7 separate regions of the Mus musculus genome follow, and regions 2, 3, 4, 5, 6 and 7 are each linked to region 1. The links are chromatin contacts, called in public ChIA-PET, HiChIP or PLAC-seq and promoter capture Hi-C maps. All regions are on one chromosome and are shown on one strand. Each heading gives the region's core, a stretch centred on a gene start, on an enhancer-like site or on the middle of the called end of the contact. The rest is flanking DNA. Distances are from core to core; before and after follow the strand shown. Region 1 holds the start of Ap3d1 (adaptor-related protein complex 3, delta 1 subunit). Region 2 holds the start of Zfr2 (zinc finger RNA binding protein 2). Region 3 holds the start of Dazap1 (DAZ associated protein 1). Region 4 holds the start of Apc2 (APC regulator of WNT signaling pathway 2). Region 5 holds the start of Pcsk4 (proprotein convertase subtilisin/kexin type 4). Region 6 holds the start of Tcf3 (transcription factor 3). Region 7 holds the start of Slc39a3 (solute carrier family 39 (zinc transporter), member 3).

Region 1 (2,657 bases), core at 117-2,616:
TCTTGAGAGCAAAGAGGGCCACAGTACAAAGGAAATATCACATAGGGCAGTCCACACCCAGCAAAACGCAGGCCAACCAGCTATTTCAACTGAAGTAACAGCCAGGGAGAGCAGGGAGGGTACAAACCACACCAGGTAGGGTAGAAGGGAAGAGGGCTACAGAGAAATGACTGTCCCAGCTAGGGACAGGCACCCTCTTTCAGCATGGCCTTCCAGCCCAGGAGGAGGCCTGCGTCTTTCCACTGAGCCAGGCACTAAGTAGTCACTCTATCACTTCTTCCTTAATCTAGGTCACAGGCTGTGGGGAGGAAAGGAAGCAGCGCTTGTAGTCTCAGTGTAACTTCTGGAAAAATCGCTTCCACACCCTGACTTCTGCCTTCTTTGAGCTTCCAGTTTTGAAGTCAGGCTTCCCCATTCCAAGATGCCCCTAGGTCCTGCACACACTAATAGTTCAGGGGATCTGGGGCAGGAAAACCTGGCAGGGTTCCCAAGGAAGCCCAAGACAGCCACCCGGGCCTGTGCTTTCCTGACAAGGGGATTTCTCCATGGGAGACACGTAGACCTATGACAGGATTTTTCTGTGAGGGTCCCCGATTCCTCCATATGGGATCCAGAAACTAGCTCAAGTGGGGGAACCTTTGCCTAAGTAAGTCTTCTTCAAGAAGGTAAACTCAGGCTCTAGCAGTGGCATCCAACTTCAAGACCTAAAACGCTGAGGCCTTTAGGGCAAGGACTGCTCCAAGTGGACAATTTGGAGGTTCAGGGAGTGGCCCCTAGTTACAACAGACGAGACACCTGAGCCATTTTGGACAGCGCCTGTTTCAAGCTGCTGGGGGTAAACTGAGGCCAGGGGAAGGAGAGGCTGTGCAGAGCCGCAGCTCTGGAACAGGCAGGACGGGAAAGGCGATGGGGTCGAGGAAGACGGCTCCACGGCGGGCCAGAGGCAATGGGGGGAAAGCCCGGCAGCCCCGCTCCGCGCCGGCTCACCTCGTCCTCCTTGTGGTTGCGGATGCCGCGGACCAGATCCTGCAGGTTCTTATCGAACATGCGGTCGATACTGCCCTTGACCATCTTGAGGGCCATCGCGGCGGCCCGTGGGCTGCGGCCTCCGAGGGAAACGCCGCTGCCGCGGCCCTAGAAGGTGCGGGGACCCGGCGACCGCACCTCAGGCAACCGCCCCGCTGTGTTTCCGGCCGCCGCGGAGGGGACGCCGTGGAGGCCAGAGCGACGGCTGTAGCCGGAGAGCAGTCTGAGGAGAAGGGGTAGCCAGTAAGCCCGCCCCCCCCAGCTTCCACAGACCCTTCCCAGCTTAGGGCCGCTGCAAATGGCGGCCAAGATGGCGGTGGGTCAGCTGACGGAGAGCCTCAGCCTCCCGGAAGCCCCGCCTCACCGAAAAGCCCAGCCCCACATTGCAGTTTCCTTGACAACCACACGCCACCCAATAGGAAAGCAGACACCACCCTTTGACGCCTAGCAGCCCACCCCTTCCTCTGCAATGCCTTGCAGCCTCATTGGTGAACAAGAACTCCACAGACGTCCTAACCACGCCCCTAAGGGAAAATCGAGAGCAGGTCTCCCCACTCGCTAAATGACAGCAGTGGGCGTGGTCTTATCTGGTGTGGGCGTGGCTAGAGGAGGGCGGAGCTCCACGTGGAGCTTTTTCTGCAAGGTCCTGGCCAAATATATCCAGCCCAGCCTTTTCTGAATTTAAGTGGTGACTTGGGAATCAGTGTCAGGAGTCAATCACACCAGCAATCCAACCGGCCGGCCTGTGAAACCCTGTCTGTAAAACCAGCACAAGGCTTGGATGGTGGACACCATACAGGAGAAACTGTGGTGGGCAAGTGACTTTGCTGGAGATGGTCCACCGTTTTGCACAGCTGTGATGCATGTTCCTAGAGAGGCACTGCCCCCCGGAGGCGTTCGTCTCTGGATTACTTCTTGGTGCTGCAGTGCCTCCTCATGTTTTTCATTGTTATATGCCTCCCATATCTAGTACGATGTGAATGGGCACCAGGAGACCCTCACTGCCTAGAGTCTGCTGTGGTTGCTTATTGGGAGACAGCCCACTCGATTGGGCAAGTCTCCTGCAGATTAATATAAAGATGAACTTTCATAAAATAGATGAATTAATGATTTTATAGAATTTCTTATTTGATTAAAATAGTTTTAAGATGTTAGGGTAGGTGATAGAAAGTTTAAGGAGGGGCTGGTGAGATGGCTCAGTGGGTAAGAGCACCCGACTGCTCTTCCGAAGGTCCAGAGTTCAAATCCCAGCAATCACATGGTGGCTCACAACCATCCGTAAAGGAGATCTGACTCCCTCTTCTGGAGTGTCTGAAGACAGCTACAATATATTTCCATATAATAAATAAATACATCTTAAAAAAAAAAAAAGAAAGTTTAAGGAGATGGTTTAGATTGTTTTGCCAGAAAGATATAGTAAAGTTAGCATTAAGCATAGAATGTGTCCCCTCCTTTGGCTGCAAACGTTAAATAAGGAACACAGTGAGCTTTCGTGTGTTACAAGCATGTAATTGTACTTGAAAGACAAAATAGGCTTGGGACTAATTTTTTTTTTTTTGGTGCACAAACACTTTTATTTATTTATTTATTTACTTATTTATTACATGTAAGTACACTGTAGCTGTCTTCAG
Region 2 (2,657 bases), core at 73-2,572, 490 kb after region 1:
CAATTTGATTTAGCAGCTGAGAACTGCAGTTGATTTCCAGACGTTACCAGAAGTAAAAGAGAGCAGAGAAGGATGTCCCCAGTGTCCATAAAGAACTAATCGCCCAGACTTTGGTCCCTGAAAGTGTGAGAGAATAAATGTTTGGGGTTTAACCCCCCTCCATTCAGTTTCTTATCTTTCCTGGTAACTAATATAAGACCCCACATAGTAGTGGATCTCCAAGGTTCTTTCTGCACATCCTGTGAGCACATCAAGTTCCTTCCTGCCACAAGGCCTTTGCCTGTACTGTCAGTACTCTCGGATCTCCTACGTTCATACGAGTGTACATGTGAGTATAGGTCACATAGGCTCTCTCTTCCTGACAACAGGTTTGTTCTAGGCATTTCCCACCATGGAAATGCGTGCCTACTGTCTCACTGAGCACGAGGCTCATTCACCTGTCGGTGCGGCCATAACTCCCACCCACTTTCAGAACCTTCCATCTACCCACACTATGCCCATCACCTCCCTACTTCTTATATCTTACTTCCTGTGTCTGTCAGTCTGAGGACTCCAGGAACCTCCTGGAAGTGAGATCCTGGTCCGAGTGTCCTTTTGTGTCTGACTCATGCTGACATGCTGTCCTCAAGGGCCATCCATCCATGTTGGAATAGGTGTCTGGGTTTCCTTGCATTTTCTGGGCTATTACTCCATTTTGTGTGTTTCCTTTAGCACTGATAAATCAGTTTGCACCTTTCTAGAACACGTCAGAAGTTGGACTCTCAGAGGCAAAAGTCAAGGGCACAGGGCTTGCAATAAATAATAGGGGAAAAGATCACATGTAACTCAAGAGAAACTGCCACAGTCCCCCTGCCTTCTAGAAAGACGTGGGCTACACACCTAGAGCCTTAAGCCTTGGAGGCCACACATGCTCAGGTCAAGGATGGTCACGTGCCACCCACCCACTCTCTCAGCCTTGGAATTTCTCAAGCTTTCTCAAGAATCAGCCAGCTCTCTGCCTTGCGTCCAAGAAGAGATAAGGAAGGTGGCAGTGTACATCAGCAGGTGATGGGGCTTGCCGCCAAGCCCAACTACTGGAGTTTGATCCTTGATCCCTGGGACTCCACGTGGCGGATGGCAGGCCGGGTCTAGAACCGACTTCCCTAAGATGTCCTTTCATCATCATAGAGGCACCTGAGTTAGGCGTCCTCCGTAGGGGGCGGGGCTTGGCCGGTGGGCGGAGACAGGCTGAGGCTCTCTGGGGCTAGGGATGGCAGGTTCGAGCAGGGGCGGGGCTTGAACGAGCACGGGGCGGTGCGTCGGGGGCAAGGCCCTGACGTCACTCCCGTGGGCTCCGGGAGGACGTGGACATGGCGGCTAGCAGCTCTTCCGGCCTCGCGCAGGGCACCAACCCGTCGTCCAGGTAACGAGCCCCGTGGGCGGCGAGGCGCCCCAACCCCGCGGGACTCGGTCGTGAGTCACGGGGAGCGGGGCGGGCCCGAGGCGGGGCGACGGCCCCTGGGGTCCGCGGGAGGGCGGGGCGGGGAGTCCGGGGAGTGACAGGCAGGGTGGGGGCGGGGACCCCGTGGGGATAGGGCTAGCCTAGGAGGGACCGACCTGGATGGGTAGGGTGGGGACCGAGGATGGAGGACAGAGTTGGGGGAGGGGACTGACCTCAGAGAGGACCTGAGACCTTGGGGAACCTTCCAAGCGGGAATAGGGTGGGGTGTTCTGGCCCCTGATGGATAGAATTGGAGTTTTTGGTGTCTGATGTATGGGGGAATCCTCCAGGCAGGGATGGAGTCAGAGTTCTGGTTCCTGATGGATGGAGGACCCTCGAGACGGGGATGGAGTCTGGGGTTCTGATGTCTAGTGGATGGGGGACCCTCCAGATGGGCCTGAATTGGGGGTTCTAATCCCTGATGAATGGGGGACCCTCCAGGTGAGTATGGATTGGGGGTTCTGGTGTCTGACAGATGGGTTACCCTCTAGACAGGGATGAATTTGGGTTCAGTCCCTGATGGATGGGGGGCTCTCCAGACGAGGATGGGGTCTGGGGTTCTGTGTCTAATGGATGGGGGGCTAAGCTAGGCAGGGTAAAGTGAGCCTCTGGTCTTTGGAAGTCAGTAAAGCACAGGCAAGTGGCACAGGCTTCCAATCCAATCTTTGAAGAGAGAAGCTGAGGCAGTGTGTGTGTGTCTAAGTTCAGGGCTAGCCTGAGCTACAGTGAGTATGAGGCCAGGCTGAAGAACTAAAGGAGATGTTGTCTCTAAATAAAAGGCCACATGAATAATGTCCGTGCCAAGTGGAGAGAAGGCGCTTGGCTGTGTGTGAGGAGTTGGGGGCTGACGGCTGGGGACGAGTGTCCTCTTCACTCAGTGGCTTGGTTAGGGTTACAGTTGCAGTGATAACACACCCGGGCCAAGAGCTGGTGAGAGGGTCACTGTGGGGACCAGAGTTCCAGGTCTGTAAGTCAGGCAAGTCCACTGCCGTAGCACAACACACACAAATATACAAATGATGAAAAGAAAAAAAAAAAGAAAAGAAAACGCTCCAGTCAACAGCAAGCTGGGAGGAAAGGATTTGCGTGACTCACACTTCCAGATCACCATGACAGGAGCTCACACAGGGCAGGAACCTGGAGGCAGAGCTGATGCAGAGTCCATGGAGGGCGCTGC
Region 3 (2,657 bases), core at 50-2,549, 480 kb before region 1:
GTAGTCCTGGCTGTCCTGGAACTCACTCTGTATATTAGCTGTACTTAATTCACAGAGATCAGCCTGTCTCTGCCTCCCAAGTGCTGGGTTTAAAAGTGTGCACCAATACTGCCCTGCTTCAGGCTTTGTTTGTTTGCTTGTATGTATGTTTTGGTTTTTGTTTGAGAAAGTCTTGTGTACCTCAGCTGGCTTCTAGTTCACTATATAGCTGACCAAGGGAGGCTGACCTTGAATTCCCAGTCTTCCTCTCCAACCTGAGCGCTGGGATGACAGGTTTGCACTGCCATGACTGTTTTAAGTAGTCTGGGGATGGAACCCAGCTCTTTAGCCTAGAAAGATGCTCAACAAACTGAGCCATTACATCGTTTTATTCACTTACTTATTATGTTGTTGTTGTTGTTGTTGTTGTTGTTATTATTATTATTATTATTATTATTATTATTGTTTGTTTTGTTTTCTCGAGACAGGGTTTCTCTGTGTAGCCCTGCCTGTCCTGGGACTCACTCTGTAGACCAGGCTGGCCTTGAACTCAGAAATCCACCTGCCTCTGCCTCCCAAATGCTGGGTTTAAAGGTGTGCGCCACCACTGCCCAGCTTTATATACCTTTTTGAGACAGGGAACTGGTTATGAGAGGAAAGGCAGATTATCCAAGTGAGAAGTCAGCTGCAGACAATAGATAGTAGTAAGAGTGTGGCTGTCCATGTTAGTGGTACTAGGGACAATGTTTTTTTGTTTTTACTTTTTCTTAGTAACTATTGAACTTGGTTAATTTTTACTTTGAACCCAATCGAGCCTTAACTGAATGACCTTGGACAGGTGAGTCAGCCTTTGTGACCCAGTGTATCATCTGCGAAAAAGGAAGAGCGGGAGGTGACACAGTTCAGAGCATGAACGTGCAGCCTGCTTTATGCACCGGCCTCTGAGGGGCATCTTAGACTTTTTCCCCTCGCAAGCCCCCACGCAAGACCAAGATTCGCGAGTGGATAAAGGGGAACCCGCGTCTGCGCCTGCGCGCGCCATGAACGCCCGGCGCCGCATGCACGCGTACGCACGCACGTGGCTGTCTCCCTCCGCGCGCCTTCTGAAGGCCAGATAATGCAGAGGACTGCATTTCCCAGAAGGATTAGATTCGACAGGGCGGAAACGCATGTCTCGGTTGTCCGTGTTGCGCAGGCGCAGAGCTCTGCGTCCCTCTCGCAAGCGGGCACGCACGCGCGGCGCGCCCCTGGCCCCGCCCCCGGAGGCCCCGTGCGGGAGCGCGCCCGGGCGTGCGCAGGGCGGAGGCGCGGAGGCGCGGGGACGCGCAGCGACCGTTGGCGCGGAGGGAGGAGGCTCAGCGCCGCCGCCGTTGCGCAGATCCGGGCCGCGGCTGCGGGGAGGGACGAGCGGTGACCTTCCGGAGGAGCGGGGCGCAGCGGGCCGGGACGGGGCGCCATGAACAGCGCGGGCGCCGACGAAATCGGGTGAGGCTGTGGAGCCGGGCCAGGCCCAGAGCGAGGGAGGCCGGGGTGCCGGACCGGCCGGGCCGGGACTTTAGAGGAGAGCCGGGGTGCTGGGGGGTCGCCCCAAAGGCAGCCCATGGGTAACTGAAGGGACCCAAGGTGATAACTCACGAGCCAGAGAAACCCTAAATGAAGGTTCACGGGTCAGGGGCATCCCATAGGATAACTCACCGGACTGAGAGACCCTGAAATGATAAATCAGGGTGTTGAAGACCCTTAAGTGGATCCTTGAAGTCAGGAAGGTAATGTAGGATAATTAGGGGTGCTGAGAGATCTCTCATAGATTCTAAGTACCAGGGAGATTACAAAAATGGACCAGGGTCCTTGTGAACCCTAAGTATTAGAATGGTGAAACTGAGGGATCTCCAAAGAATAGATTATAGAGCAGAGAGACCCCATAGAGTTGCTCTGGGGAGTTGAATTCTAAAAGCTAGATCACAGGTAATGGAAACCCTGTAAAATAGATTAAGGATGCTGAGACACCCTAAAGAATACATAGGTCAAATAAATTAGGTTATGGGTGCCGAGGAACCCCAAAGTATAGATTACAACTCAGAGAGACCGCATGGGATAACGCGGGGATCTGAGAGGTACCCCGAAAGATTAGGGTGCTGGGGTTATCTAGTAAAAGCGCAGGGATGAGGAGATCACAAAGAACAGATCAGGATGTTGGAGCTTCCTAAGTGGAGTTTGGGGTCAAGGAGTCTTCAAATGATAATTTTGGAGGTTGTGGGATTCTCCAGATTTCAGGAATTAAGGTGACCATCAAATCAGGAGACTGAGGGACACTAAAGGATAGTTCAGATGTTAGAGGGACCCTAAGTAGAGCCTGGGTGTCGGGGAGACGCCCCCCTCTGATAAAATTAAAGGAATTTGGGAACACTGAAAAGTTGGTGTCGGGAGACCCCAAAAGATAACTCAAGGTGCTGAGTCCTTCACAGGAGTTAGAAGAGGACCCCAGAGCTGGGCGGTGATGGCGCACGCCTTTAATCCCAGCACTTGGGAAGCAGAGGCAGGTGGATTTCTGAGTTCGAGGCCAGTCTGGTCTACAAAGTGAGTTCCAGGACAGCCAGGGCTACACAGAGAAACCCTGTCTCGAAAAACAAAAAAAGAAGAAGAAGGAGAAGGAGAAGGAAGAGGACTCCAAAAGAGAG
Region 4 (2,657 bases), core at 77-2,576, 440 kb before region 1:
CGGCTCTTTCTGTAGGACGATGTAGGTTGTGGGGCTACCGGAGTCAAAGGTGGCCTCGTGTGCAAACCTAAGGACAAGTGAGTGCATCTCTGTCCCCAGCGAATTCCAGTGTGCCTGTGGGGGTCAAGGCTTATCCCGAGGGCATCAGGAGCCATAGTGCAAGGATGGCGTCTTTTGGAGGGGAGTGTGACTTCAGTATATAGCAGGCAAGGAGAGGATGGAGGAGTGGCCTGGTGAGAGGGGTGCAGAATCGAATGCGAATGCACCCAGCCTAGAGGGCTGGTAGCCCTGTGGATTCCGAACAACAGGGTACATTAAAGAAGGGCATCAAATGTGGACTGAGAACGTCGGCACAGGTTGGCATGTGGGGATGGATGTCCGTACCTGCCGAGCCTCATCTGTTTCTTTTGGCTGGGCAGGGCATGGGTGACTTCAGCTCCAACCAGGGCTTAGATTAGATATGAGCCTTGTTCCTAGCTGGGATACCCCGAATTTGGTTTGGGTAGGATTAACATCCTACCCAAAGACAAGCATGAGTAGGTCTCCCTTGGGACCTTCTGTCAGCCCTTGGACCGGCCAGGATTTTCCTCACCCTTCAGGTGGATGCAGAAGGCGTGGAGAGGGGACTGCTTTGTTTGTATTAATTTTTGGTCTTTTGAGACAGAGCCATATGTAGCCCAGGCTAGTCATGAACCCAATATGTAGCCTAAGCTAGGCTTGAATTCTTGATCTTCCTACCACCACCTTCTGAGTGCTGAAACAATGGGTGAGCGCCACCATGCCTGCCTAACTGCCTGGACTTCTGAGCATCCCAGGGTCTGGATTTTGATTATGTCTGTCTTTCCTCCTCCCCCTCTTCTTTCCCACCCCTCAGCCCTGGACCTCAGTTTCCCTTTTGGGGGAACAGCTGTTTTAGGAAGAGAGCAGAAGGCATGGCTAGGTCCACAGCAGGTCCTCTGAGGGGATGGAATGATGAGGGGCTGAGACCCTAGACACTCACTGCTTCCCTCTACCCATGTCCTGGGTGACATCAGGGTAGGCGGGGCTTTCCAGAGAAGAAGGGAAAAAAAGAGCATTAGGTTATGTGTGTTGGGGGTGGGGGGAGCAGGTGTCACCTAAGCAGGGGAGGGGGTGTGGTTGGTTTGGGATGAAGCCTCAAGGCTGGCAAGGAGAGGAAGCTCCTGAGGAGGGAGCAGCCGAGAGGATGAGATGGTGTTACGCACTCCACCGTGCCTCAGGACGAGAGGATGCTATTGGTGGACCTCAGACAAAGGCGGAGGGAGGGGGCTTCCATAGACGGAAGGGAACAAAGACGGAAGGAGGATCAGTCGTGGAGGTCTCAGGATAGCCTTGGAGGGAGAGCCAAGCTGGGGGAGAAGGTGCTGGCCAACTGGACAGAGGGAGGAGGCCGGACAGAGAGAGAAAGAAAAGACAGACAGAAGCACAAAGAATGGGGCTGTGACGGAGCTGAGGGAGGCATGGTATCCAGGCTGGAGGTTGCTGAGCCATGAACAGAGCCACTGGGGACCCTTGCGTGAGTGGAGGGATGTGGGGCCACAGGGGGTCCCGGCCCAGGACACAAACACCTGGGAGGATTGTGGTGAGTCGGGGTCTTCTGCATCGCCCTCCCTTCCTCTTGCCCATCACTCTCTTAGCCAAGGCTGCTCGGCCTTCAGGGTGTTCTGGGCTATCTAGTGACCCCTCCTTCCCAGTGTGTCTGCCCTCCTGTCTGTCTGTCTGTCTGTCTGTCTGCAGTCAGCTTCTCCTGTGTCAGTCTGTGAGCCTGGTGGCCTCCAGGTGGCCCTGCTGACTTAGACTGCCAGGGTGACAGATGTCTGTGTGTCTCTCTGGCTGTCAGTACAGGTATCATAGAGTCTTTCTGTCTGTCCACCCATCAGTTAGCCTTATACACATCAAATAGCCTCCCAGGTTCAATTCCTCCTGTTTCTATGTCTCTCTCAAATGCTGGTTCCCAGGTGACTGGTTGACACTATTCCTGCCTCGAGGGCACACCCAGGATGGGTGGGAGGGCTGGGCTCTGCTCCAGGACTTTCTGAGAGGGAGCCGATGACCAGCACCCACTGTTGTGACCCCTTACCCCCAGGCACTGCAGGAGTTGAAAATGACCAGCTCCATGGCCTCATATGAGCAGCTGGTGCGCCAGGTGGAGGCCCTGAAGGCCGAGAACACTCACTTAAGGCAGGAGCTGAGGGATAACTCTAGCCATCTCTCCAAGCTTGAGACAGAGACTTCTGGAATGAAGGTGAGAGCCTGCATGGAGGGCATGGGTCAGAAAGACAGACACGAAAGCACCGATGTCTTGGGAGGGGTCCTCAAGGCATGTGGACTGCCAGGGTGACAGATGTCTGTGTGTCCAGGCAGCCCTGATGCTCACAGACCTATTCCCTACCATGCCCGCAGGAGGTCCTGAAACACCTCCAGGGCAAGCTGGAGCAGGAGGCGAGAGTGCTCGTGTCTTCCGGGCAGACAGAAGTGTTAGAGCAACTGAAAGGTGAGTGACTTCCAGAACGGCCCATGGCCAGCAGGGATATAGCAAGAGCAGGTCACTGACCTTCACCAGTGCCTCCCTCCCTCCAGCTCTTCAGACTGACATCAGTAGCCTGTACAACCTCAAGTTTCATGCTCCAGCCCTGGGC
Region 5 (2,657 bases), core at 63-2,562, 410 kb before region 1:
TAAAGACACTGAGTCCCTGTGGTGGTTTGAATGAGAATGGCCCCTACCTTTTATACTTGGCTGGGTTCCCAGTAGGTGAACCTGTTTAAGAAGGTCTATCGCTATCACTGGGAGGTGGGTGGTGGGCTTGGAGGTTTCAGAAGCCCATGTCCTTTCCAGCTAGCTCTCCCTTCCCCTTGTGAACTATCAGCACCACCTTGACCCCTCCTGCTATGCTCCCTGACATACTGGCCATGGCCTCACCCTCTGAGTCCAATAAGCTCCAATAAAGTCTTCCTTCTGGAAGTTGCTTTGGTCATGGTATTTGTCATAGCAATAGCTAAGATAGGTCCCAGTGCAGGTGATCCCCTCTCTAACGTATCCTGTAACCCTCTATGGCTCATACCACACCTCCATGCCTGTTTTTTGACTGCCATCTAAGAGTTGTTCCCAGTGGCAGACTGGCCTAATGTGGACAGGACACCTACAGAAGCACCAAAAACTTGGGCTCTGCCCCTGGTTCTGCACACTCACCGACTCCAGCTCCCCTGTGTGCTGAAATGGACCGGTTCCCTTCCCTACATCCTGTGGCTTGCAGGGGGGGAAAGGACCAGTGCATGAGACCTTCCATTCAGGACAACAGGGCAAGGGTTTATCTGAGTCCCCCTGGATATTAAGTTGTGTTACATATGCGCCTAGCTCACACATGGCTTCCCCAACTAGGCCCCACTTCACACAGGCCACTCATAGCAGGAACGGTGACAGAAGGCTACTGGTTGGGACACAGCATCCACGAGCACTCTCACCTTGGGATCTTTCTTCAGTCGTAGACGATGGCCCCAGTGTGGAGTCAGGGACTGCTGGGCCACACCCCGGTGCCGCAGATGGAAATACTGGTCGTCAGGGAAGATCTGGGAATGCGACGGACAACAGGGGCATAGCTGGGACCCTGCTCCTTTGATAGGATCTCCACGACTTTATACACCTCAGCCAGGGGTCCATATGACAGCCACAGAATCCCAAATTGAACATGGAGGGGCACACAGATACATATTTGGGGAGGTCTTGGGGACACCCTCCCATTTGTCCAGATCTGAGGTTGTCCAGACCCACACCCCACGTCCCACCCACCTGTCCCAGGTTGACGAAGCCAAATTTACGGGCCAGGCGCTCAGCTTCCTGGTAACCTTTGGTCACCCGCACTGCCCAGCTGCTGACATAGATGGGGGCCTGGGCTGAGGCCCACCTCACAGCCAGGAGGGCCAAAGTCAAAGTCAGACCCAGCCACAGCTCTGTCTGGGAGGGCCGCATAGCGGGGGGCGGGGCGGGGGCGGGGCTTCAGGAAGCACTCCCAGCCTGGACACCATAGCAACGCGAAGCTGTCAACTCCCAAGGGGCCTTGCGCTTCCTTCCTCCCCCACCCCCTCCCCACCTGGGAGGGGTGGGAATATTCCACTAGGAGTGACACATTCATAGGGACCTAAGCCTTCGGGAACCTCACTTTCTCCACCTATACAAGGACAACCCCTCCATCTGCCCTTAGGAGCAGGTTCAAGGTAACAGGTGCCTTCAACCTTTATTTGGCCCCGCCCACTTTTCTCCACGCCCCCTCCTTCGTGATCAGCTTCGTTTTTCCAGTGTAGTCCCGCCTCCTTTCTGGTCTGTCCAATCAGCGCTGATCTTTACCAGGCTCCGCCCATCTGTTCCTCAACTAGCTCCACCCACGTCAATCGCTCTCCGTCAATAATCTACCGCTTGTCCAATCACTATCGTGCCACACCCTCTTGACCAATCAACACGCCATCACCCTGGGGCCCCGCCCCCTCGGGACTCCTCGCTGCCGCCCCGGCCCTCACCCTGGCCAGAGGGCCATGCGGCCGGGGAGACGGGGCAGGCCCCACCTCCTTTGTCCGCCCTGCCCTCCCATTGGCCAGAGCCGGGGGGCGGGGGCGGAGCCAGGGTCCGGGGCCGAAAGCACTGGGCCGGGGGCGGGGCCGGGCGGTGGGCGGGTGGTGAAAGTGCGCTCTCGGCGGCGCCGGTGCGCGAGGTTGCGGGCGTGCTTCAGTGGCCTGCCCCGCGCCCGCCGCTGCCATGGACGGTCTGCGCCAGCGCTTCGAACGTTTTCTGGAACAGAAGAACGTGGCCACCGAAGCGCTCGGGGCGCTCGAAGCAAGGACCGGTGTAGAGAAGCGGTATCTCGCCGCGGGTGAGCCTGGAGAGGGGTGCATGTCACTTGGTTCCCAACGGGCACCATGAGGTCCTGGGTCCCATCACTGGAAAGGACTCATGTCATGGGTTCTAGACGAGCTCCAGGAGGCCCTGGGAATGCAGGCTTGGCTCCCGGGTCCTATCCCTGTATAAGTTGCAGGACCCAAGTTCTGACTGGGCATCTTGAAGTTTGGGTGCCCTCACCCTGGAAGGAGTTTACATCTTAGGTTTTCTACGGGGTTTGGGAGGTCCTGAGAGTTCATTCCTAGCTGCAGCATCCCATCTCTAAGATGGACCCTTATACCAGGCATCGTGAGGTTCTGGGAACTCTGACCTGGAAGGTGTGCACATCCTAGGTTCCTGAGGGCCTCTACAAGGCCATAAGGACTCAGACCTAGAAGGAGTGCATATCTTGGGTCCCTGATGGGCCTGGGAAAAGACCTCATGAGGTACTAGGCACCCAGACCAGA
Region 6 (2,657 bases), core at 101-2,600, 310 kb before region 1:
CCCTCCCCCATTCCAGCAGCCACTGCGGGAGGAGGAAGGTTGGAAGTTCTGAGGCTCGCAGAGGCCACCATCGTGTCCCAAACCCTGAGCTGTGCCGCGCCCCACATTAACACAGAGCAGATGTTCCCATCTCGGGGTCCCTGTGTCTCCCCTCCTTCTCTGTACCCAGAGATCCCTTTCTTGTAGCAGACAAAAGGACTTGCTCTCTTTCCTCCAAACTCCAGTTTAAATCGGGGGGGGGGCATCCTTAAGTGGCAGGGGGGGTCTTCCAAGATCTCCAGGAGTTGGGGAACCCCAAGTTAACGAGGTGAAGATATTGGGTTCACTCTTCCTTCCAAATTCCAGTTTGGATGGAGATTTGGAGACTTCCCTGGGTGGGGGTGGGTTGGAAAGGGACACCTCCCACAAAATCCCCAAGAATTAGGAACTCTAAATTGTGGAGTGCGATATAATCCTCAGCCTTCCAAACTCCACTAGGATCAAGGGGACACCTCAAGTGAAGAGGTGAAGGTGGGTGATAAGGGGACACCTCCCCTAAGATAACCACGAGTTGTGGAACCACTAGCTAATGGAATGAGGAGGTGGCCCTCTCTCTTCCCTCCAAACTCCAGCTCCGATCAGGAGGACCCCCTCTCTAAGGGCAGATGGAAAGGGAACACCTCCCCTAAGATCCCCACGAGTTGGAGAATTCCTATCTGATGAAGTTGGGTGACCGTCCACAGAGAACCGTCACAAAAGAGGCCTGGGCAAAGTTTGCTCTCAAGTGCGCGCGTCCCCTCCACGTCGCCCCCCTCTCCAGGCGCGCAAAGTTGAAGACAGAGAACAATGCGCCGCCGGGCCCGGGGCCCTGTGCAAGGGGGACGCGTGCACACTCCCCCGGGGGCTCACCCCAGCCCTAGCCTCCCCGCGGACCCGAGAGAGACCCAGAGGCAACTTTTTTTTTCTCATGCACTAAGCAGAGGGGGGGGGTCCCCACCGTGCGCGCGTCCCCGTGAGCCCCACGCGCGCGTCCGGGGCCCCTCCGCGTGCGCTCACCTGCTGGGCGGGGGCATGCACCGGGTGCACCGGGGCTCCCTGCTGCCCACCGCCCTCGGGGACCCCGGGGACAAAAGGGTGGCGGGCGCGTCCCCGAGGGTCGCGCGTGGGCGGCGGGAGCGCGCAGGGCTCGGGGTCGCGCGTCCTTCCTCCTCCCCACTCGCGTTCGCGTCGCCTGGTCTCTCTCGAGCTTCTCTCAGAGCAGGCCCCGCGGGAAGGGACTGTAGCAGAGGCGGCGGCGCGCGGCGGTGGCCCGCGGTGGCCCGCTACGCCCGCAGCCGCCGGCGCTGCCTCATCTTCCTGCGGCGGGAGACATGTTCCGCCCCCCCACCCCGCCCCGCGCCGCCCGCGGAAGCCACGCCCCCAAGTGACCACGCCCACTGTCGCCAAAAGCCACCTCCCCTAAGTCGCTGCAGCCGCGCCCCGACCGGATACACAGATCCCTCCACTACCTCTTGAGGCGATAGTAACATACACCACCTCACAACAGTCACTGCCAGAACACCCACAAAGATTACCATGACACCAAGAATCAACCCGTATCTAATACTAAAGTACTTCCGGCAGAGATAGTCTCTATCAAACCGAGGGAAAGACTTAGGAACTATCTTCCTACGCGGCGGTATACACGCACTGAGCGAAGCGTCCTTGACGCAAGCGGGAAGGACCATTAGATTGAAAGATAAGGACCGCTACAAATAACCAATGGGAAGGTGGAGAGGTTAGATTGGCAGAACTCAAACCATTTATTGCGAAGTATCATCTGCGTTCCCGCCCTACAGCAGAGGCGGGATTCTCAGAGCAAGAGGCCGCGAGAAACTCAACGGGAAGGCGGTGGAAGGGCGGGGTTTGAGATTTTATTTTCGGGTTCTTATGCCCGCCGGCGCCGCCACGTCAAGTGGGTTCTATTTGAGTTTCTAGGATGGGCTCTGGGTGTTATGTGTTCGAGCGGGTATATCAAAGTCGGGATGGGATATCAGATCCTTAATGAGAGGCTAGGAAACGATGGATCATTCTCTCTCTTGCTGAAGGACCTCCACATTGGTCAACTTTTCCGTCTTTTGAAAATAGGTGTTTCGTGGTGCATATAATAAAAAATGCCAGGAGGTGGCGGCACTTTAATCCCAGCACTGGGGAGACAGAGGCAAGCAGATCTCTGTGAGTTCAAGGCCATCCTGGTCTACAGAGTGAGTTCCAGGATAGCCAAGGCTATCCAAGAATCACTGTCTCGAAAGAAAGAAAGAAAGAAAGAAAGAAAGAAAGAAAGAAAGAAAGAAAGAAAGAACAACGAAACAACGAGGGCGGGAGGGGTACTGAGAGGAGAGAGGGTAAACTGAGATTGGGATATAATATATGATAAAATAAATTTAAAAAAGAAAAACACATAATGAGGCCAGGTGTGGTGGCCCATGCCTTTAATCCCAGCTCTTGGGAGGCAGGAGGAGCTCTTTGTTTGAGTTTGAGGCTAGCCGGTTATATAAAGCAAGTTGCAAGCCAGCCAGCTAAGGCTGTCCAGTGAGACCCTGCCTCTCCCTGAGGGTTGTAGAGACAATATGTCCCTCGCGCCTAGCTTCTGCTCAGTCTTCACAGCTCACTGGGGCTCACAGCCCAATGAACACAGC
Region 7 (2,657 bases), core at 44-2,543, 300 kb after region 1:
GTGTGCACATACACGGTCTGAAGGGATGTGACTATCATCTTAGTACACAGGAGGGTGAGGCGGGACAACGGCTACACATTTGAGACCAGCCTGGACAGTGAGGAAGACCCTACTTCAGAATAAAGTAATACAACAAAATTTAAAAAGAAAATACAGCCGGGCAGTGGTGGCGCACGCCTTTAGTCCCAGCACTTGGGAGGCAGAGGCAGGCAGATTACTGAGTTCGAGGCCAGCCTGGTCTACAAAGTGAGTTCCAGGACAGCCAGGTTTACAAAGAGAAACCCTGACTTGGAAAGAAATATAAATAAAGAAATGAAATAATAAGATAAGATAGTAGCAGCAGAGACACTCTCAGCAGTTGAGAGCACTGGCTGTTTTTGCAGATGACCAAGGTTCCATTCTAGCCTAGAAAGATCTATCTATTCCCCTCTTCTGGCCGCTTTGGGCACTGCACACATGTGCATAAACACAGACACATAAAATAAATTTGAAAAGTAAATTTTGTCGAAAAAAAAAAGAAGGAAAGTAAATTTTAAAAATGAAAATAGGCCGGGCAGTGGTGGCGCACGCCTTTAATCCCAGCACTTGGGAGGCAGAGGCAGGCGGATTTCTGAGTTCGAGGCCAGCCTGGTCTACAAAGTGAGTTCCAGGACAGCCAGGGCTATACAGAGAAACCCTGTCTCAAAAAACAAAAAAAACAAAAACAAAAACAAAAACAAAAAAAAAAATGAAAATAAAATACGAAAGAAAATTAGGATGAAATAAATAAGGTTAAAATTAAGTTAAACTTTAAAATTAAAATATTCTAGAGGAATATTATAAAGGACATAATTACTATAATTTTTTAAAAAATTAACAACAAAAATAACTCCCTTAAAGTCCTTCCCTCCACTGCTGTGAACACAAGGCAAAGTGCATACAACAGGCGCCCAATTGATGCTAGAAGACAGGGTCAGGTAGGGATACCTCGGGTGCTCTCAAAATCGGGCCAGTCGGGGCAGGGCTGGCGGGCGACAAGCTCAGTCTTTCCTTAATCACTTATTGTGCGCCTACTGTGTGCTCCACTCAGCCTCACACTGAAGCAAAGACTCTGTGAACAGGCAGGCACGGTCGGCCAGGGCCCTCGGCTCCGCCCTGCCCCAAGCCCGCCACGCCCAGGCCACGCCCTGACCCCTCTTGTACCTCTGACAGCTCCTCAGGCCTCCAGCCAGTGCCACCTGCCGCCAACTGCCCCGCGGTCCGGACCCCGCCGCAGCGGACCAGCCGAGACCCCCGGGGCTGCGAGCTGCTACCTACGCCCCGCCCACATCAGCGTCTATTGGACACTGTCAGTGCCACTCGACAGAACTCATAGTCCATTGGTCGATGCTGCTGCCAATCCTTCTGCAACGCCTACTGGCTCCGGAAAGCAGTTTTCTCCTTTCTAAACATGAGTGCAGCTACCAAATGATTCCGATAGAAAACACTACTTGGCAACATAGTTCCGGAAGTAGGGCCTCCATCCCGGAGCTGTCCAGGGTCGCGTGGTACTGAATGAGTGTGGCTGGAGGCTTGGCAGGAAGCGATTTCCTACAGCGAATGGAACATTCTTGAAGTCTTTCCTCGCGGCTTAAGAAGATACAGGCGTCCACCAAATATCTATTGATAGCCAGAATAAATTCAAGCTCAAGAGGTCTACTGTGCCCCTCAATCACTACAGTTACTAACAATGTAATCATTCTACCCATACCTGCAGCCTAGGAAATGTCTCCTGAAGTGACATGGCACCTGAGTAGAGCCTACAGATACTACACAGTATGCCTTATTTTTACATTCATTTGTTTGAGCTACGGTCTTGCTGAGCAGCCCAGGCTGGGTGGCATGCAGAAAGCTCAGAATCCTCCTGCATCAGCTTCCCGAGCGCTTGGATTGTAGGTGTGAGTCACCATACCTGGCCTCCTGCTATATCTAGAGCACCTCACACAATATGTATGCTGTGTAAACCGTGCTTTTACTGTGCTAGACAACAAAGATGACAAAGACGCTTCATTCACTGCAGATCAAAGCTTTACAGAACACTATAGTTTTACACATGGTGATGTATGTCTGTCATCCCAGCACACTCTGGAGGCTGAGGCAGAAGATCCATGTACTCTGTCTTCCAAGACTGGCCTACAGAATGAGACACTGTATCAAAAGAGCCATGCACAGCACACTAACACATGAGCCTACCCTGATGTATGTGACATGAGCTTCTCGTATTTTCACTTATTTATTTGGTTTTTGAGACAGGGTTTCTGGCTGACCTAGAAGTCACTCTGTAGACCAGGCTAGCCTCAAACTCAGAGATATGCCTGCCTCTGCCTCCCAGAGTGCTCAGAATAAAAAATATGCGCCACCATTGTCCATCTAAATAAGTAAATAACTTATTTTTTTAAAGATTTATTTGGTTTGATTTTATGTGTATGAATGCTTTGCCTGCATGTCTAAGTGCCATGTGTGTCTCTGGTGCCCAAAGAGGTCAGAGGAAAGTGTTGCATGACCTTGGGTCAGAGTCACAGGTGGTCCTGAGCTACAATGTGTGAAACAAACCTGCATTCTCTGTGAGAGCAGCCAGTCAGTCTTCTTAACTGATGAGCTGTGTTCAGTCCTCCTTTCTAATTGTTAAATAGTATTCT

What was found. ChIA-PET counts read pairs in DNA pulled down with a chosen protein or histone mark. HiChIP or PLAC-seq counts read pairs in DNA pulled down with a chosen protein or histone mark. Capture Hi-C pulls out chosen DNA fragments and counts their contacts.
Region 2: a contact with region 1 is called in an RNA polymerase II ChIA-PET map of memory CD8 T cells, with 5 read pairs. The contact joins the promoter of Zfr2 here to the promoter of Ap3d1 in region 1. A contact is called at or near these places in 4 of 39 promoter capture datasets (the SN4741 cell line, liver and pre-B cells), 1 of 484 Hi-C or Micro-C datasets (embryonic stem cells) and 1 of 115 datasets of contacts at active chromatin or transcription factors (memory CD8 T cells).
Region 3: a promoter capture Hi-C map of liver shows a contact between it and region 1. The contact joins the promoter of Dazap1 here to the promoter of Ap3d1 in region 1. A contact is called at or near these places in 3 of 39 promoter capture datasets (liver, neural stem cells and pre-B cells), 1 of 484 Hi-C or Micro-C datasets (B cells), 3 of 115 datasets of contacts at active chromatin or transcription factors (astrocytes, large pre-B cells and pancreatic cancer cells) and 4 of 9 other capture datasets (adipose tissue, liver, macrophages and 1 more).
Region 4: a promoter capture Hi-C map of liver shows a contact between it and region 1. The contact joins the promoter of Apc2 here to the promoter of Ap3d1 in region 1. A contact is called at or near these places in 3 of 39 promoter capture datasets (hematopoietic stem and progenitor cells, neural stem cells and pre-B cells), 2 of 484 Hi-C or Micro-C datasets (both in embryonic stem cells) and 2 of 9 other capture datasets (liver and macrophages).
Region 5: an H3K27ac HiChIP or PLAC-seq map of microglia shows a contact between it and region 1, with 4 times the contacts expected there. The contact joins the promoter of Pcsk4 here to the promoter of Ap3d1 in region 1. A contact is called at or near these places in 1 of 39 promoter capture datasets (liver) and 3 of 115 datasets of contacts at active chromatin or transcription factors (astrocytes, microglia and pancreatic cancer cells).
Region 6: a contact with region 1 is called in an H3K27ac HiChIP or PLAC-seq map of embryonic stem cells, with 15 read pairs. The contact joins the promoter of Tcf3 here to the promoter of Ap3d1 in region 1. A contact is called at or near these places in 2 of 39 promoter capture datasets (the C10 cell line and erythroid cells), 2 of 15 datasets of contacts at CTCF or cohesin (the NIH/3T3 cell line and large pre-B cells), 6 of 484 Hi-C or Micro-C datasets (CD8 T cells, the G1E-ER4 cell line, the N1E-115 cell line and 1 more), 11 of 115 datasets of contacts at active chromatin or transcription factors (bone marrow-derived macrophages, differentiating embryonic stem cells, effector CD8 T cells and 6 more) and 2 of 9 other capture datasets (adipose tissue and pancreatic islet).
Region 7: a contact with region 1 is called in a promoter capture Hi-C map of adipose tissue. The contact joins the promoter of Slc39a3 here to the promoter of Ap3d1 in region 1. A contact is called at or near these places in 21 of 39 promoter capture datasets (the 3T3-L1 cell line, 3T3-L1-derived adipocytes, the C10 cell line and 13 more), 3 of 484 Hi-C or Micro-C datasets (embryonic stem cells, muscle stem cells and palatal mesenchyme), 9 of 115 datasets of contacts at active chromatin or transcription factors (bone marrow-derived macrophages, cardiomyocytes, embryonic basal ganglia and 6 more) and 5 of 9 other capture datasets (adipose tissue, embryonic stem cells, liver and 2 more).

Annotation. Positions count from the first base shown.
Region 1 is chr10:80,740,909-80,743,565 of GRCm38.p6, forward strand. Ap3d1 (adaptor-related protein complex 3, delta 1 subunit) reads right to left here and starts at 1,367. Exons shown (of 31, transcript NM_007460.2): 1 at 988-1,367. The coding sequence starts at 1,083.
Region 2 is chr10:81,231,841-81,234,497 of GRCm38.p6, forward strand. It overlaps Zfr2 (zinc finger RNA binding protein 2), which reads left to right and starts at 1,323. Exons shown (of 18, transcript NM_001034895.3): 1 at 1,323-1,402. The coding sequence starts at 1,350.
Region 3 is chr10:80,263,715-80,266,371 of GRCm38.p6, forward strand. Dazap1 (DAZ associated protein 1) reads left to right here and starts at 1,300. Exons shown (of 12, transcript NM_133188.3): 1 at 1,300-1,464. The coding sequence starts at 1,436.
Region 4 is chr10:80,299,716-80,302,372 of GRCm38.p6, forward strand. Apc2 (APC regulator of WNT signaling pathway 2) reads left to right here and starts at 1,327. Exons shown (of 15, transcript NM_001372241.1): 1 at 1,327-1,600; 2 at 2,105-2,263; 3 at 2,422-2,512; 4 at 2,599-2,657. The coding sequence starts at 1,508.
Region 5 is chr10:80,328,161-80,330,817 of GRCm38.p6, forward strand. Pcsk4 (proprotein convertase subtilisin/kexin type 4) reads right to left here and starts at 1,313. Exons shown (of 15, transcript NM_008793.2): 1 at 1,111-1,313; 2 at 786-890. The coding sequence starts at 1,290. Reep6 (receptor accessory protein 6) reads left to right here and starts at 1,985. Exons shown (of 5, transcript NM_001204931.1): 1 at 1,985-2,185. The coding sequence starts at 2,071. It overlaps Gm51809 (a long non-coding RNA gene), which reads right to left. Exons shown (of 3, transcript XR_003949017.1): 3 at 2,299-2,332.
Region 6 is chr10:80,432,285-80,434,941 of GRCm38.p6, forward strand. Tcf3 (transcription factor 3) reads right to left here and starts at 1,351. Exons shown (of 19, transcript NM_001164149.2): 1 at 1,036-1,351.
Region 7 is chr10:81,036,022-81,038,678 of GRCm38.p6, forward strand. It overlaps Slc39a3 (solute carrier family 39 (zinc transporter), member 3), which reads right to left and starts at 1,294. Exons shown (of 4, transcript NM_001358898.2): 1 at 1,183-1,294.